Linked DNA regions of Anser cygnoides: regions 1 and 3 are each linked to region 2. The links are chromatin contacts, called in public Hi-C maps. All regions are on one chromosome and are shown on one strand. Each heading gives the region's core, a stretch centred on a gene start, on an enhancer-like site or on the middle of the called end of the contact. The rest is flanking DNA. Distances are from core to core; before and after follow the strand shown.

What was found. A called contact is a pair of places that touch in the nucleus more often than the background predicts.
Region 1: a Hi-C map of liver shows a contact between it and region 2, with 1.7 times the contacts expected there. The contact joins two enhancer-like sites. A contact is called at or near these places in 2 of 7 Hi-C or Micro-C datasets (both in liver).
Region 3: a Hi-C map of liver shows a contact between it and region 2, with 2.9 times the contacts expected there. The contact joins two enhancer-like sites. A contact is called at or near these places in 2 of 7 Hi-C or Micro-C datasets (both in liver).

What each region holds. Positions count from the first base shown.
Region 1 is chr9:15,962,771-15,965,767 of Taihu_goose_T2T_genome, forward strand. The region is part of intron 8 of LPP (LIM domain containing preferred translocation partner in lipoma); the gene reads right to left. Among named protein-coding and RNA genes, the nearest start is that of LPP, 230 kb to the right of the region's middle. Within about 2 kb of position 1,706, at least 1 of the 3 cell types and tissues checked has open chromatin away from gene starts, as enhancers often do. A contact at or near this core is called in liver, where this site is marked.
Region 2 is chr9:16,303,053-16,306,021 of Taihu_goose_T2T_genome, forward strand. It overlaps the pseudogene LOC136791464. Among named protein-coding and RNA genes, the nearest start is that of BCL6, 36 kb to the right of the region's middle. Within about 2 kb of position 1,354, at least 2 of the 3 cell types and tissues checked have open chromatin away from gene starts, as enhancers often do. A contact at or near this core is called in liver, where this site is marked.
Region 3 is chr9:16,017,246-16,020,317 of Taihu_goose_T2T_genome, forward strand. The region is part of intron 7 of LPP (LIM domain containing preferred translocation partner in lipoma); the gene reads right to left. Among named protein-coding and RNA genes, the nearest start is that of LPP, 170 kb to the right of the region's middle. Within about 2 kb of position 1,461, at least 1 of the 3 cell types and tissues checked has open chromatin away from gene starts, as enhancers often do. A contact at or near this core is called in liver, where this site is marked.

The sequences.
Region 1 (2,997 bases), core at 456-2,955, 340 kb before region 2:
TCCTGAAGTCCCCATCCAGCCAGAACTACATTCTGGAGAAGCTTTTCCCCAGGGAAGCTGCTGTGATTTCTTCTTCACTGGTGCTGCTTTACCTGTGATGAAACTCTCCCAGATCTCAGCAAGGTCTGGCCCAATGCTACATGCCCCTGGAAGTGTTTCTGGTGCCCGACACAGCCCGGGGAGTTCGCTCTCCCGTCCTGTCCCGGCCGCCCTGCAGAGCTCTGTCCAATGCTGAAAGAGCCGCTGCCGGCAGCTGCGTGCGAGCCGCAGGGCTGCCCGGCCTCCTCCCCTCGTCTCTTCTCTCAACAGCTTTTGTCCCTTACATTTGTCCCTTACGTTTGTCCCTTACATTAATTCACAAAGCAGGAAGGATCTGAACAGCTGGAGCTCAGCTGAGCGGCAGAGTGGATGTTGGTGGCTAGCAAGAGCCATTTACAGTGGGGTGGCACTTAAAAAAGACATGCCTTTAAAGACTTGTCTGTGTTGAAGGAATGCCTTAGACCATAGACTTATCAGATTTTTCTCCATTTGTGCAGTTTGCATTACTTTTTTTGCAAGCTTCTCATCTACAGATAACACTGGTTGGGTTCACTTTCCCCTTCTCAGGGTTTAAGCGCAACATCTGGTTTCACAAGAGGGCAGGACAGACTAAAAAATAAGTTGATTAGCACCTCGCAGCACTTCGAATCACGTTAAAAAAAAACTAAACCAACAGTTGATGAAGACACTGATACGCCTTGCTGCCAGACATCTCAAAGGAACTTGGCTTTTTAAAAACCACTGAGCACCCTTTGACAACCAGAGTGGTTCAGTGTTTCAAGGTGAGCAGAAAAGCATGAGAGACATCCACATTCACTTAATTGCAAGCGAGGAAAATTAAAGTGAAGCAGAATACTTGTGTTTTGTAGGCACTAATACACTGAAAAAATCAGACATCTGTCCACAACTTGTCTGGCTGATACTGCCCTGCATCTTTTTAGCAAGTCCTCCTGGTAGCAGTTGAAGATTATATTCATTCCCCACTTTAAAAACCTTTTTTACAACCATACAGATGCACTAAGTCTTTAAGAGTGATTTGACCCAGGCCTCCCTTCTCTGTGACTCTCCTGCAGCCAGCTGTGGTCACAATTGCTGGAATGGCACCTGGCTTTGAAATCCCACCGCTGAAATCCAATTCTCACCTTTCAGAGTGACCATTATCTTCTCACTGTTTGAAATACTGCTGACTACTGATATGAAGCTGCAGGGTTCTGCCTGCAAGCCTCAGAAGAGCTCCTACTTGCACTTCTTTATAAAGGAGTTCCACTTCGTGGCTGCATTATCTGTCCAGATGCCATCACACAATAGTGCTAAAGAAAAATGAAACTCTCTTTGCAAGTATTTATTCCTAATTTACTAAGGGCTAGCAGGAACCAGTGACAAAACCCCCAAAAGTTCTCATTGAAATATTTCATTTACCTAACAGCTTGAAATCTCCAGGCTGAAGATTATGTGCGCACACAGGCTTGCGTGCTAAGTCTTCAATTAAAGAAAATAGAAAAGCCTTGCAGTTTAGCCACTGGGAGACTTTTAAGCATTCGCAGCCTCATCTCTTTGCACATGAAATGTTAATGGGGCAACCATGCGCGGCTGGCTCCACAGATCCTGCTTCAGATAGCAGTGGTTTTTTTGTGATACCTATCGCTGGGCTTTAGAGGTGAGGGGGCCTGTCCTGCTTCATAGCTGATGACACCTTGTCAGCATGCCACGTTCTCCACGTCAGTTCAGGAGTTCATTACATCTAGATAACACCCTTTTTGCTCTCTGGCTCATGTTTTTTTAATGCCATTCGCAAGGCGGTGATTCATCAGAGAAGATGGAGCGGTGCTCTGCAGCAGGCAGACAGCCTCCAGTTGATCTACTGCCCTGGTTGGAGTTCACCACAGGGCTTTTTATTTCATGTGTTTGTTTATTGCAGTTCCTGAAAGTCCGGTGCTGTTACAGAACAAGCTCATAACTGCACCTGACAGAGGGTCAGGGCTTGTCAGAATTGGTCTAATTTGTATGTTGTGTAAACAACATTAAGACTTTGGAAGTATAGTATTAAGCCTTCAGTTATTAAAATTATGTTTTAAAATATGCACGACTAGAGAGGCATTTGCAGAACTCGTTATTGTTAGCGTGGCTTGTAGCCAGCACAGACCTGCAGTCTGCTCTGCGCTGCTCGGTGTGCTGTTCCACACGCAGGATAGCAAGCTACTGGCGCTCTCTTAAGCCAAGTGTCATAGTTCACTGCACTCTGATGTGGAAATTAGTTTTCCGAGATCCTCTAGCAGTTACACAGAAAAGGCTTTATAGGTTTGCCTTGTAGTTTAAAGTAAACTCATCTGAGGCACTGGTGGTACTGAAAATGCTTTCAAGACCTACGAAGGGCCTTAGGCCTGATACAGAAGAGGTCAATCTCTGGGAACTCTTTGCATTAAACTTACATTACTTCTTTCACTTGGGCATGCTTGCTATGTCCTATTTTCCCTCCTTCAGCCTCAGTCCTGGTAGCATACCCTTTCCATGCTCTGCTTTAGGTACCCACAGAAAAACAGTTGTTGGGAGAACAAGACGAAGATTCTGCAAGAATATAGTCCAGAGTGTGCTGTATACACACATACAATACATACAGTATACAAACATACATAAAGTAGAGATATTTACAGACACACACACACGCACATAACAGCATCTGAATTATGAAGCTGTGCAGTTCAGTGAAGCTTGCTGGAAATGCTATGAGACCAGCATTTAGAAGATTGAATCACTCGTCTTGGTGCCTAACACAGATGCAGAAAATTGTATCTTGGGACTTTGTTTCTAAACTCATCTCGTATATAGAAGAGCATCCAGCTACTGGAACTGCGATCCTCTGAGACAGCAAGGCAAAAAGGAAGGAATGGCTCCGCACACTACACCAAGTGTGTACAGTTCTGCGCTGCTCGTTTCTGGAATTAGTGCAGGCATGTTTTA
Region 2 (2,969 bases), core at 104-2,603:
ACCCACCCCGTGATGGGAGCAGGGGAGCAGGAACCTCTTCGTATGATGCTTCACTTTGGATGGAGGACTCTGGAGGAATCTCCACCGTAAAGCTTGTCACAAAGCGTGTCACAGGAAGCCCTTTGTCTCCAGGTCCAGCTTTTTAATAATAAACTAACTGCTTTGCAGAGCTTGTTTCCTAGACAGAGCACCAAGAAGGTATCATGACTGCCTGTGTACTAAACTCACCTTCCCCATGGCACACCTTGTCCTATTGGTAGCAGGACAGCACTGTCAGCCCCACCGAGGCAGGGGAAGCTGAGCACTGTGCATGCTGCAGTAAGGCAGAGGCAGATCCAGGCACTGCTGGCTTTCTAGCACCTGTGCCTCAACTGCGAGGCCAAATTAGTACTGAAGGGACCTGTATTTTACTGCCCCCTTCTTCTGCATTAATTAAAACACATCACTGCACACTTAAGCGATTTAAATGTTTTGGAACTAGTCTCGGGACAGCCAAGGGCATTCAAAGTGAAGGGAAGGCTGGCAGCTTGCCTTCGGCTCGCTGGCTTGCCTGTCTATCACCAGCACACGTCATGCATTACAAAACCGTGAGATCTCTGCAGATCCAGCAGCAACACTATGCAGGAGAGAGCAAGGCTGAAGTCAGAAATCCCTGGTCTTCCTGGGGCTCCATCACACAGACTGGCTGCCAACATCTCCAGTGACCTTTTTTCTTTTTCATTTTTTTTTTAACACCTCTCCTCTATGAAAAGCTCGTGGAAACTGCTACTGTAACAAGTACTCCACCACCATGGCTAATGGAAAGCCCTGCTAGACCTGGGAATTAGAATATATTCTTTCCTCTTGGGGATTTTTTTGGAGCTATCCAGGGCAAGAAAGAGGGAATTAACAGCACGTTAAATAAAATACAGGGCTTGCAAATACTGTGTTTAACCCCTGAGGTCATACTGAAGGTCAGGGTATAAGCGAACATTCCCCCGAAAGTCTGTTTGCCTTTCCATCACCTATCAGCTGGCTGCGGGAGGCTGCAGGAGAAGGGACCTCGGGTGACCTCCAGAGCTACTTGTGTGCTGTGGACTCCAGGCAGCAGACAGCTGACTACAGTCTAGAATGGAAATGAAGGACTAATTTGCCCAGGGACATTCCCTTTTGTATTTTAAAGTAATGCAAAGTGCCTTTTCACTTTCAGCTCTGGATTTTAAGGCCTAAGATGAAGAGTCACCAACATTAGATCCACACCATCACAATTGTAACATCAAAACAAGCGCTGTATTAAAAATAAACACAGCCGGCATTCACTGGCATGATTAAAATGCATACATATGGGTGAGGTCATTGTAATAAAGGCCTTATGCACAAACATGTGCATTTCTTACCATGGCCCTAGGCTCAGAGCAGGAACACTATGCATCCACAACTACCTGCTCTTGTGCAGTTGCATCAGCCCAGGCTCTCCAGCTGTTCAGAACATCTACCACAAGTGTCCTTATCACATCCATGTGCACTGACCTCCCCTTAACCCTCACAAAGACTAGAAAAATCACAGCCATGGTTTACTGCATTAGCAGAACATCTCTGATCACCAGCAGCCCACTATGTCAGGGTTCTGCATCTCCTCTGTCAATCATGTAAAGGCACATGCCGATGCCACTTGGAAATAAGTCCATGAAAATATTTCCTTTCTCCTACCTGTGTGCCTGGAAGAAGCTTCACCAGCCAAATGAAAGTAAACAGGACTTTCCAGAATGACATGAAAATCTGCAAAGCCATTAGTGTCCATCTACACACTAATGCAGATCTTCTGTAAGTCACTTGAAAAAACAAAGCAGGACTTCTAAAAAGTCCTGACCTTATGTACCTTCCTAGCTCATGTTGCATCAATGTTCCCATGCCTCCAGTTATTACCTGCCAAGCCTCCACAGCTCGGGTGAAACACCCCCTTCTCTGGCAAGCCCCTATAGCAGGCAGCAAAGCCGGCACGTGAGTCCCACCGAAGGCTCTCCTCTGTTTTGGGTGCCTCCCCGTGGGTGCTGCACCATCCAGTTGCCCCATGCTGCAGCTCCCAGTGGTGCTGGTGAGGCACCCAGACAGCACTCCAGAGAGAGGTCAGCTCTGGGAAAGGTTTTTGGAGGAAGTCTTCAAGTGGCTTTGGTCTGTTGGTCCTAGGCTTGCAGGTATCATGACTGCAGAGGCCCTGCCTGACTCTGGAGCAGTCCTGGGCCTCCACTGACCATACCAGTGACCATGAGGATCCCAGTGCTCCCCAGTACTGCAGAGAGAAATGTAACTGGGATGTTTGTCCTCAGACTGAGGTGACTGCTTCAACCTCAACAAATGGTGATTTTTGCATTACTCATCTTACTGGTGTCTCTCATACCCAGAAGAAACTCCAGCCTGCACCTCCTCCCAGCAGGCAGAGACAGCCATTAGCTGCCTCAAAGGAAAACCTCATCTTCCTCTTCGGGGAAGTCAATGTTGCTCAGAGCCCGGTGGAGGCTGTTTACTGACTTCGTTTCTTTCTTGATACCTGAGAGCTCTTTGGGAATGTCTCTGCTTGTGACATTTCTAAAGAGATGTCTGGGAACAAGCAGGAAAACAAAGCTTACTATGACTTTTGCAAAGTCCTGAACGAAGGGATCGGGGAGGACGGTGTGAGGAGACAACGCTGTCTCCTGAAGGAAGGAGTCACCGAGGCCCCAGAAGACATGAGAAGAAGTACATCTGCCCAAACGCTGGGGAGTGTTTCCACACACGACATGTGTTGTAATGCCTGCCAGGCCGTGGGGCAAGAGGAGTGGGGCCGGGCAGCCCACACGGGTGGCACGCAACGCAGAGGTGCAAGGCCCATGTGCCCGAGGCAGAGGCACCCGACACACGTGGGAGGCTGAGTGACAAAATCACTGCTGGGGGACCGTCACCAAAAGCTGTCCTGGCAGCACCTCTCTTCCTCCCCTGGCCACCACTGGGCT
Region 3 (3,072 bases), core at 211-2,710, 290 kb before region 2:
TCCTCTCTTGCCAGTAGGACAGACCGTTGTATGGACAGGACAGACCAGCAAATGACAGAACTACCCCAGAACGTCACAGATCTATGTCCAAAGCCCTCCTTTACAATGAGCTGCATTTCTGTGCATCAGCTCTGCTTCAGCTTTTCATTTGTAGAACAGAAGAAGAATCAAATCTCTCCTTCCTTAAGGCATTACAAAGATAAATGTGCGAAATCTGCAACAGCTTACGCAAACTGGCACCAGGAAGCAACCAAGATAAACTTGTAAAGGCCATACTATAAATGCTAGGGCTCCCTAGAATATTTAAGCCTTCACCTTTCAAATGTATTTAGAAACTGCAACCACAGAAATTAGTTGCCCTCCTCTTTTCAAGAGCACAACTCAACAGGAACTCACATCAGCAGCATCAGTGCCAGCCCTTTGGTGGTCTCTGGATAGAGTTAAGCTGAAAGGCAACTATCGAGGCAACGCTCTCCTTGCTGCAGGCGTAACACACAAAGCACAAAATCATCACTCCCATTGTGGTGGGAATGGCCTGGGGCAGACATCCAGTGCAGGCACAGTGGGAGCAAAGTCCCAAGTGATGCATTGCCATGCAGGTGTTTCTCTAAGTTGCTGTGCTGTTCCCTTGGCTCTGAGCTATTTCCTTTCCCTGACTGGGAGGGAAACGCAGCTGGTTCCTAGGGTGTGCAGAGGAGAAACAGCCAACACAAAAGGAACAGCAACCATCAAGAGCAGAGCAAAGGAAGCCTCATTTCCTATGGACTTGTGCCTTGCATCTTGAGCAGACTGACCCTTCCTGTTCTCCTTCCTTACCTCTCCTGACCGCCCCTCCTGCTTCCCTTCTCCTAGAATTAGCCTTGGCACTTATCTGTGTGTATCAGCCAAACAATCCGCCTTTCAGGTCAGGGATCCTGGTTACAGTACAGATTGGAAGAGCAAAAGTTCAGGTTGACACGCAGTGGGCTTGGAGCTTGGAGCTCCCTGCGTGTGCCTGGGGCCAGCCCATGGGCCATGGGGAGGTGAGGAGGACCAGCTCCACACCGCAGCTCCCCGAGGGACACAGGTCTGCTCCCTCCTCCCCAGCCACTGATTTTTACATGCACGTACCCCTCCCTCAGACCCTTGAAAGCAGATGCTGGACTCAATTTGTACATCTGGAGGAGCCAATTGACAGACATTGATGGTGGGAAGAAATAATCCATGTGCTTTCATTTCCAAATGTGCCAGCTATTTCTTTGCAGAGGGCAAAAAAATCACTGATTTGTGCCACAGGACTAAGTGCAACTTCATAAAATTCCTTCAGAATTACACAGGTGGGGAAAACAACTTCCCACTCCTCAAGTGCTGGTGACATCAGTGATGCTATAGGTCCAGGGGGCTACAGATTTCTGGGCCTGGGGGTTTGAATCCTTCAGGATTTACTCACAAGACACGGCAGCAAGATCACAAAACTGTAGCTGTGTATCAAGCAACACCCTCCAACAGAAGAAAGCTAAGGGTTTTTATTGCCTCTGCCCGGTTCACACACTCTGAGAGAGACACTGATGTATCACCCCACACCTGAGACCCCTCTCTGTGCCTCTTGAGAGGAGATGTCCCCATGTACTCTCTGTCCCTCAATCCACACGTGCTACAAGAGGAGGATAAATCAGTGACATGGTGGCGGGGAGCCCACGGTCTGCCCTCAGCTCCTCTGGTGACCCTGCACAAACCAAGTCATCTCATCTCCCAGTGCCTCGGTCTCTCCCTCACCTGGGAAAGAGCATGCTTCTGTACTTCACAGGGCTGTCGCAGTGGTAAATCTAATGCCGCCGAAGCACTCAGATGCATCGACCTGTGTAAGGATGCGAGCAGAGCCAGTGGCCCGGCGAAGCGCAGGTCTCTGCCCCAGCGGCGGCTGCACTTTGCTGGCCGGACACGTGGACAGCTTGTGAAGCGCGCTGGGTCCCTTTGAGATGAGTGCCAAACCACTGCGAGTGCCAAACACTGAGGATGGGGAAATGATGACAGGCTTCCTGAGCTGATGGTATACAGCAGCCTGGTCCCATTGTGGGGAAAAAGATAGAAAACAAAACACAACAATAGGTAGAAGGCCTTGAACAGCTCTAGAAAGCAAGAGCCCAGCTCTCAACCACTCACAACAAAACAATCACGAATGCAGAAGGAAAAAAGACCAAATTATGAGGTACTATTTGTTTTTTTATCACTGATCCCAAAGTAAATGTTTGCCTTTATCCACACACAAGTTTGAGATGCCTGCACAGATTTTAAAGTCCAATATATCCAACACCAGTCGTCATCTAGGTGGTGGAGCCAAGCACGTAGGCAGAAAACCCAAATGGATGCAGAAATTAAAAAAAAAAAAAAAGAGGGAAAAACAAACCTTCCCAAGATTTCTGTGAACTTGGTTATCCAGAAAAAAAGAAAAGCAGGAGTGGTGGTGTTTTATTTTCACTCTGATGATAGCACAACAGAAAGAAATAATACCCTGCAAAGGTCACTCTTATCCTGTTCATCTGTGATGAGCTGATAATCTTGGATCTTTTTAAATTTCCTTTAAAAACCTTCACGGACATGCTCTTATCAAAAGGATTATGCTTTAATACATACCAGCAGATGCAACCAATTCAAGCATCTGCTAATCAGAACAGTGTCAGCTCGCTGCACGCGCCGGCTGGAGCTGATGAACACAGGAAGGTTCCCCTGCTTGTACACGTAGGCCAAATCCAAACATCCATGAGCTCATCTGTTGGCTACGCCTCTCAACTCACACGTACGCGGCTGAACATCCCTGCCTTGTGCACGCTCCTCTGCCCGCAGGCGTGGCAGGGACAGCGTGACAGACGTGCCCCGCTAGCAGCCAGCACGCCTGCGGCAGCGCTCCTAGAAAGCTTTAACCTTGGGACCATCTCCACCGCCACCCACGCGAGGCGGGATTGTCACCGCCTTTGGGGACGGGAACCGCGGGAGGAAGAGAGTTTCCTGGATGTAAAGGCTTTGCTTCTCGCCTGCTGGGAGGAACCCACTGAAATGGCTCCAGATGGGACACTTCCTTTTCTACTTCTGTAA